2 separate regions of the Anas platyrhynchos genome follow, and region 1 is linked to region 2. The links are chromatin contacts, called in public Hi-C maps. All regions are on one chromosome and are shown on one strand. The core of a region is the stretch at or near the end of the contact, and the rest is flanking DNA. Distances in the headings are between cores, read along the strand shown.

The links. A called contact is a pair of places that touch in the nucleus more often than the background predicts.
Region 1: a Hi-C map of subcutaneous adipose tissue shows a contact between it and region 2, with 2.0 times the contacts expected there. The contact joins two enhancer-like sites. A contact is called at or near these places in 4 of 8 Hi-C or Micro-C datasets (F1 follicle, liver, skeletal muscle and 1 more).

Annotation. Positions count from the first base shown.
Region 1 is chr15:14,162,040-14,165,098 of IASCAAS_PekinDuck_T2T, forward strand. It overlaps ADAP1 (ArfGAP with dual PH domains 1), which reads right to left. Exons shown (of 11, transcript XM_072023792.1): 2 at 887-1,017. Among named protein-coding and RNA genes, the nearest start is that of ADAP1, 18 kb to the right of the region's middle. Within about 2 kb of position 1,587, at least 1 of the 8 cell types and tissues checked has an H3K27ac peak or open chromatin away from gene starts, as enhancers often do. A contact at or near this core is called in subcutaneous adipose tissue, where this site is marked.
Region 2 is chr15:14,128,640-14,131,737 of IASCAAS_PekinDuck_T2T, forward strand. The region is part of intron 4 of ADAP1 (ArfGAP with dual PH domains 1); the gene reads right to left. Among named protein-coding and RNA genes, the nearest start is that of GET4, 27 kb to the left of the region's middle. Within about 2 kb of position 1,747, at least 1 of the 8 cell types and tissues checked has an H3K27ac peak or open chromatin away from gene starts, as enhancers often do. A contact at or near this core is called in subcutaneous adipose tissue, where this site is marked.

The DNA of each region.
Region 1 (3,059 bases), core at 337-2,836, 33 kb after region 2:
CACTTTACAAGCCAAAGAAAAACATCCCCTCCCATGCAGCCCATGCGAAATATGTTTTGCCTTGTATCAAATGCCAAGCACACAAGCAGAACAAGCAGCTAAGCTTTTATTTTATTATTTATTTCTCAGCTTTTTTTTTTTTTTTTATTACTTCCATGTTTTGGAGGACCTTGAGTTTACATATGCAGTCTACTCAAAAAAAAAAAATCAGGGAAGGGAAAGCCCATGCAAAACAAAAGCCTATTTTCCTCACAAAACACATGACTGAGAGCTGTGGCTTTCAGAAAAACCTCAAATCTACAAAATAAGATAAAAATCAATGACTGTTAGCATTCTCTATGCCTTTAAAGATAACGACAGTCAAAGCATATAGGTTTCCTGGTTGGTTTTAGCAGCATCATCCAAATCTATTCAGGTGTGTTGTATAAATACAGAGAATTTATGTTGCAGGGGTTCAATTCTTCAGGACACTGTGTTTAATAGCTTTCAGTGCTAAGTGGAAGAGAGTCAGAAACAGCTGAGCTGGGCAGGAATGGTAGACTACAGCTGGAGGTAACATGAGAAAATGAAGAGGATCCATTTAGAATTAATAATTTCTACACACACTATTTTAATGATATTTTATAGGGGTAGGGGAAATCCTCCCAATTTCTTCATGAAATGGTTATTCAAGTTTTCAACCAGATCTCATAAGTATAGCACCACAGATTTCATTCCCGCATTTTGGAATTTAGTTTCCTGGGATCACATTTGCTGTAGTATCTTTAGAGAGGACTTGGTTTTACTGTTTTGCTGGCGAGGAAGCCAGAGGATAGGTGGCATTTAGATCAGTGATGTAAAACAACGACCCAAGCTCACCGGCATTTCAAGCCCGAGACGCACATACCTCCACTTGAGCATCATCCCAGTCATCCAGACGGACAGACTTCACTTTGCTGACTTGTGGAATGTTGCGATGGATTCCTGAACAATTCAAACAAATGAAGATCCCTAGGCTATGGGACGCCCAGTCTGGATCTGAAAGGAAAACAGAAAGAAAATTGCACTTGGCTGGTCTATTAAATTCAGCACAGGAGGCAGGAGAGGTGGTCAGGACAGGGGATGGCAGGGGAGGTCAGGAGTCACCAGGGCTGAGTTCCGATTGTAAAGGTATCAAATAAACATACAAGGAGAAGGTCTATGTTAATTTAAACTAACAGTTATACCAGTTACACTAATAATTAACAGAACTGCAACCTCAGGAGCAGCAGTTATTCACACAAACCCAATACACACACAACTGCATGTGCCCAAGAACCCCAAAAGTCAATCCACACTCACATGAAGAACAAAATGTCTCCCTTCACCAGAAAATCCCACCCAACGAGGCCTGTGTGGACCAAAACTGCCCTACAAAACAAGCAGCTCGGGGAAACCCTTATACTGCTTCTCTGCTTTGACAGTTCTTACTTTATTTATTGTTTTTTTGTTTGTTTGTTTGTTTTTTACAGTGGAAATGCAGCATACAGACTTTCCTCCCACAGTCGTGGCTGCACAGCAGAAAAGGCCTCTGAGCCAGGAGGGTTTCCAGCCCTCGCCTTAATGGAAAAAGGCTGCTGGTGGCGGCTCTGTGCTTTCTCTGAGCTGTTTACAGCCCTGAGCTGACGTCTCACACAAAGCACTTGAAACACACGTCCCTCGTCTCCAAATTCCTCCTCAGGAGAGCTGCTGCCAGCCTCGAGGCAGTGCCCAAAACGTAGACACGAAGCGGCGGAGGGCAGGACGCATCCAGCGGCGTCCCTCAGCACCAGTAAGGCCGATACAGGCCTCTTCGTCTGAACCCCGACCGGCAAATGTCAGCGCCTGCCACTCCAGCTGCACCCCAGAAGAAAAAGCTCCCTGACAAGTCGCCAGGCGAGCCACAAACCCATCACACAACCGCTGCTGGCTCCTCCGCCTCCTCCCTGTGGAGATCGGCTCCCAGCACGGCCGCTCGCCTCAGCCTCCCTACAGCAGCAGGGGCCTGGGGGCCGCCCAGGCCTAGGCTGCCCCCGTGCAACGAGGGCAGGCCTTGCTGCCTCACAAACCACCAGCAGTTGTTTATTTCCCCACAGTAATTTGCTGAACATTTGCTCCTCACGGAGCAGCAGTTATGTATAACAGCAGGGGGATGCACGTTCTCCTCACACACGGGTACGGCCTGGCTGTGTCAGTGCAGCAGGGACAGGGAGCGGGGTGGCGCGGGGCACCACAGCTCTTCTGGGTGGGCAGCCCCTGCCCGTGGGGACAGCCACCAGACCCCATCACACCACGGAGGGGACAAATCCAGTTCCCTGGTCGTGTTTAGCTATAAAATCATGAGCTAAGTGAGCAGCCCCATGGGACACAGCTGGGTGTCCACCCTGGAGAGGAAACCGAATTCCCAAGTTGCTGCAAGTCCCACAGAGCCAGCAGCCACATCACAGGGGACTAGTGGCCAGATATAAAGGTGCTTTTTAGTATTTCATGTGGCCTCCCATCCTCGTGCAAGACTCCAAACACTACAGCTGAAGTGTGGCAAAGAAAAAACCGTGCAAGTCAACCTCAGTATACAGCAGCAGGAACCAAGTGCCAGCAGCATCCAGCAATAGCAGTGAGGGCAGAGGGTGCTGTGTGCCATCAGCCCAGATCCCTGGGTGCTCACCTGGGGCTGACTCTCCTTCACATCACAAAAGAAGCACTCAGCAGACATCCACCCCAATTACAAAGGTTGCTGCCAGTTACAGAATTACAGGCTTGCAACAAGAATCATATACTGCAGCACCACTGTCCCATGGCATTCCAGGAGCTGCTTTACAAACCCAAAAGCTGGTTCAGTTGTAAGAAGAAACAAAGAAATAGACAAAAAAGGGGCACATGGAGCTCATCATAATGTCCCCATCTCTAGCCATGAGTTATAGGTCTATCGTCAAACATAGTCCAACCCAAAGCCTGCTGAAGTCATGCTGCAGCAAGTAGAGAGGGTCAAAATGGCCATGGGAAAGGTCTGATAGCAGCAGAGAGGGATCAGGCATGAGGGATGGCGAGAGGGTCTGTGGGAT
Region 2 (3,098 bases), core at 497-2,996:
ACAAATGCTCCGCATGGGCACAGCACCGAGACCCACTCACAGCAGCACACGTACACCAGCCCAGGAACCAAAGCACCGACACCAGAGACATCAGGAGAATTACAGGGGCAAAGCTCTTACTGTGCTCCAGCCGTCTGTCCTTCAGGCTTGGGGTGTATCCTCCCCAAAGGCTGGCGGATTCAGTCTAACAATTCGATCCCGTCCCAACTCCAGCTGGGACTTTTCTACCAAAAAGCCATGCCCAATCCCTCGGAGGGCACTCGCAGTGTTAGAAAGAAGCGCCCACTGACAGCTAAGACCCAACACCTAAGCAAGGGGAAGCCGGCCAAGAAAGCCACCAGAAGAGCCCAGGGCAGCAGCATCCACACGAGGCACAGCCTGAGCTGCTCTCATCACCGCTGCAGCACAAATTAATTCCCAGCTTTGCAGGGAAGGCCACTACCTGCCAGGGTTGTATCAGCAAAACCGCTACGTGCCCGATAGCGCCTGAACGAGACAGAGCTGGACAGGGATCCCAGCCCTCACAACACGGGGCTGACAGGAGTCAGACAGGCTGCAGGTTCTGCCCAGCTGATAAGTCGTAAAAACGTGAGATTTGCTTCACACGAGGCAGAGATGCTGCTAGGGCTCTGATGGCTGGTGGCTGCCCTCCGGAATGGCAAGTGGCTAAGCAGCGGGGATGGTTTCAGAGCCTTGCTGCGGCTGACACGGGGGAAACACTGCCAGCTCGTCAGGGGCTGGAGAGCTGGGTCTGGAGGAAAGGACCCTGGTGCCAAAGAAGAGAGAGGGAAGACAGCACGTGGAAGATGGTGACAAATGCAAAATACAAGGTGATGCAGGAGGAAACACAGTCTTGTAGTTCAGAAACACCCGCCTGGGTTTGCCCAGCTCAGCAGAGTGCGCTGGGCACAGAGCTCAGCCCTCAGCAGCACAACCTCGGAGCAACTCCTCACGTTTTGGCTGCAGGTTGCATTCCCTCACTCCTCTGGAGGGTTTTGTTACAAACATCTGAATGGCACAGGGTGGAAGGGTGCTGCAGGCATTCCCTGTTAAACTTGCTCTCCTCCACAATTATTATTTTTTTTTTTTTGTGTAATTTCTCTTAACACTTCAGGAGCAGGGAATAAAAAACTCTCCGCATTTCCCCAAAGAGGATCTCAAATTCAAATAACTGGAAATTTGTAAAGCCCACACAACACTTGCCCCAGCACACAGGCATCCTAATGGTTTTATACAAAGAGGTGGAAGCACACAGAGGTTTGGTGAGCTGCCGAGGACAATACTGTGAGCCAGTGCCAAGGCCAGGCTGGAAGGCTAGGTTTTCATGCCCTCATGTGTATGGACATTTGCATCATTTTGATTTCCCTTTTTCCAGCCCTTTGTGGCAAAACACAGTTATCTGAATTCCACTCCAAGGGAGAAAAAAATAAATTAATTAAAAAAAATAACAATAATCAAACAAAAAACCCCAACATAATAGCAAATGCAATCCCTTTCCATAGTTCATATGCCAGATCTTTCCAGAACCATTGCCTCTGCAAAAGAGCTCCTGGCTGCTCGGACAAAGCCAGCTGCTAATTTTGCTGTACTTTGGCACAGATTTTCTTAAATCCTTTACTTGCTTCTTTTCTTTCTTTCTTCCTCCAGGGCTGTGTCCTCGGGAGCTGTTCCTCTGCTCTGTCCAAACGTGCTGCCTGCACCCCTGTCAGCGCTGATTAAATGCAAAACACAACAAACTGGACGTGAACTGAACATGAACTCATCCAGCTTCCCCAGGCAAACAGTATGTCAGCAAGACGTGTCCTCAGCAGCCCGATCTAAAAGATTGCAAAAACAGCTGGAGAAAGAACTGCAGGAGGCTGGAGAGGGGAGCAGATCTCAGAGCTGAGGTACCAGAGTCCCTCCTCGCCTCTGCACTACCTTACCAACAGCTTCCAGAGTAAAGGTACCTGGTCACATTTAGACCTTCATGAAGGTTGTTCTGCTCGTGCTGAAGCAAAACAACCCCCAGCCCTGCCACACTTGCCAATTCGTAGCACTAGGGCACGTTTGTATCCTCTCCCAAAGGACGTGGCCGCCTGTCGACGCCGCGCTTGATCACCAGCACCCAGCCGTGGCTGCAGAAAGAACTACCTGACGGAGACCTGCTGGCCAGCACCCTTTAGAAATAACACTCTCTCACTTCAACCACCTGCCAAAACGAAAAACCAAACTGTCAGCTCTGCCACAAAATGGGGACACTTGTAAAAAAGCCGCCAAACGGTTGTGACAAAGTTGGCCAACAAACAGCACGCACGTTACCTGAAATGGCACAGCCCTTAGGGTGCTCCAGCCCAACCCAGTTTCTCACCATCCAAGGGGCTACAGAGGAAGCACGGGAGAGGATTTGCTCTCAAGACAGTCTAACACAGATACCATCTTTCCATCTGACTTCCTCCAGCAATTTGTCCAAGTTCCCTATTTTTAAGAAGAGGGATATTGCTACTTCCCCAGCTCTGAGCGCCGTTATGGTGTGTGCTTATTGATGGGGCTTTTGGCATGTCTGAGCATGCGGATTATAGGAAGTACCCAAAATGACTCTTTCAGTTTCAGCCTTTGTTCTCAGAAAACAAAGAAACTCATCCCAAGAGAAGGACAATCACATGCACTGCCTTGGAAAAAAAAAAAAAAATCACGCATGGATTTTGCTTTCCCTCATTCTATGTAAAACACGATAAACTTGTACTTGAACCACATCTGCTCTTCAGTTTCTTTGGTGCTCTACTTTGCAATTTCAGTTGGGAACGGAACTTTTTGTTTCCAGGACATTTCTAGGTCAGTGGTAAAACCAGAAACATGCTTCTATATCCAAACCAAGCACAGTGATAAAGCCAATACTGTGCCCAAGAACAAGTGCATTACTGTGTTGGTTTTTTTCTTGGTCTCACTGCAAGACAAAGCATGGAAGGCTGAAAAAGAGGAAAAAATTTACTCGTGTGTGCAATCCAAGAACAATTGCATTTTCCTAGAGATTGGGCAGGGCCCCTCCACCTACTGAAGTCAGTTTTCTTTTCTCAAGACAGTCAGACAAGGTGCTCTGACCCCAATTCAGAGCTTTG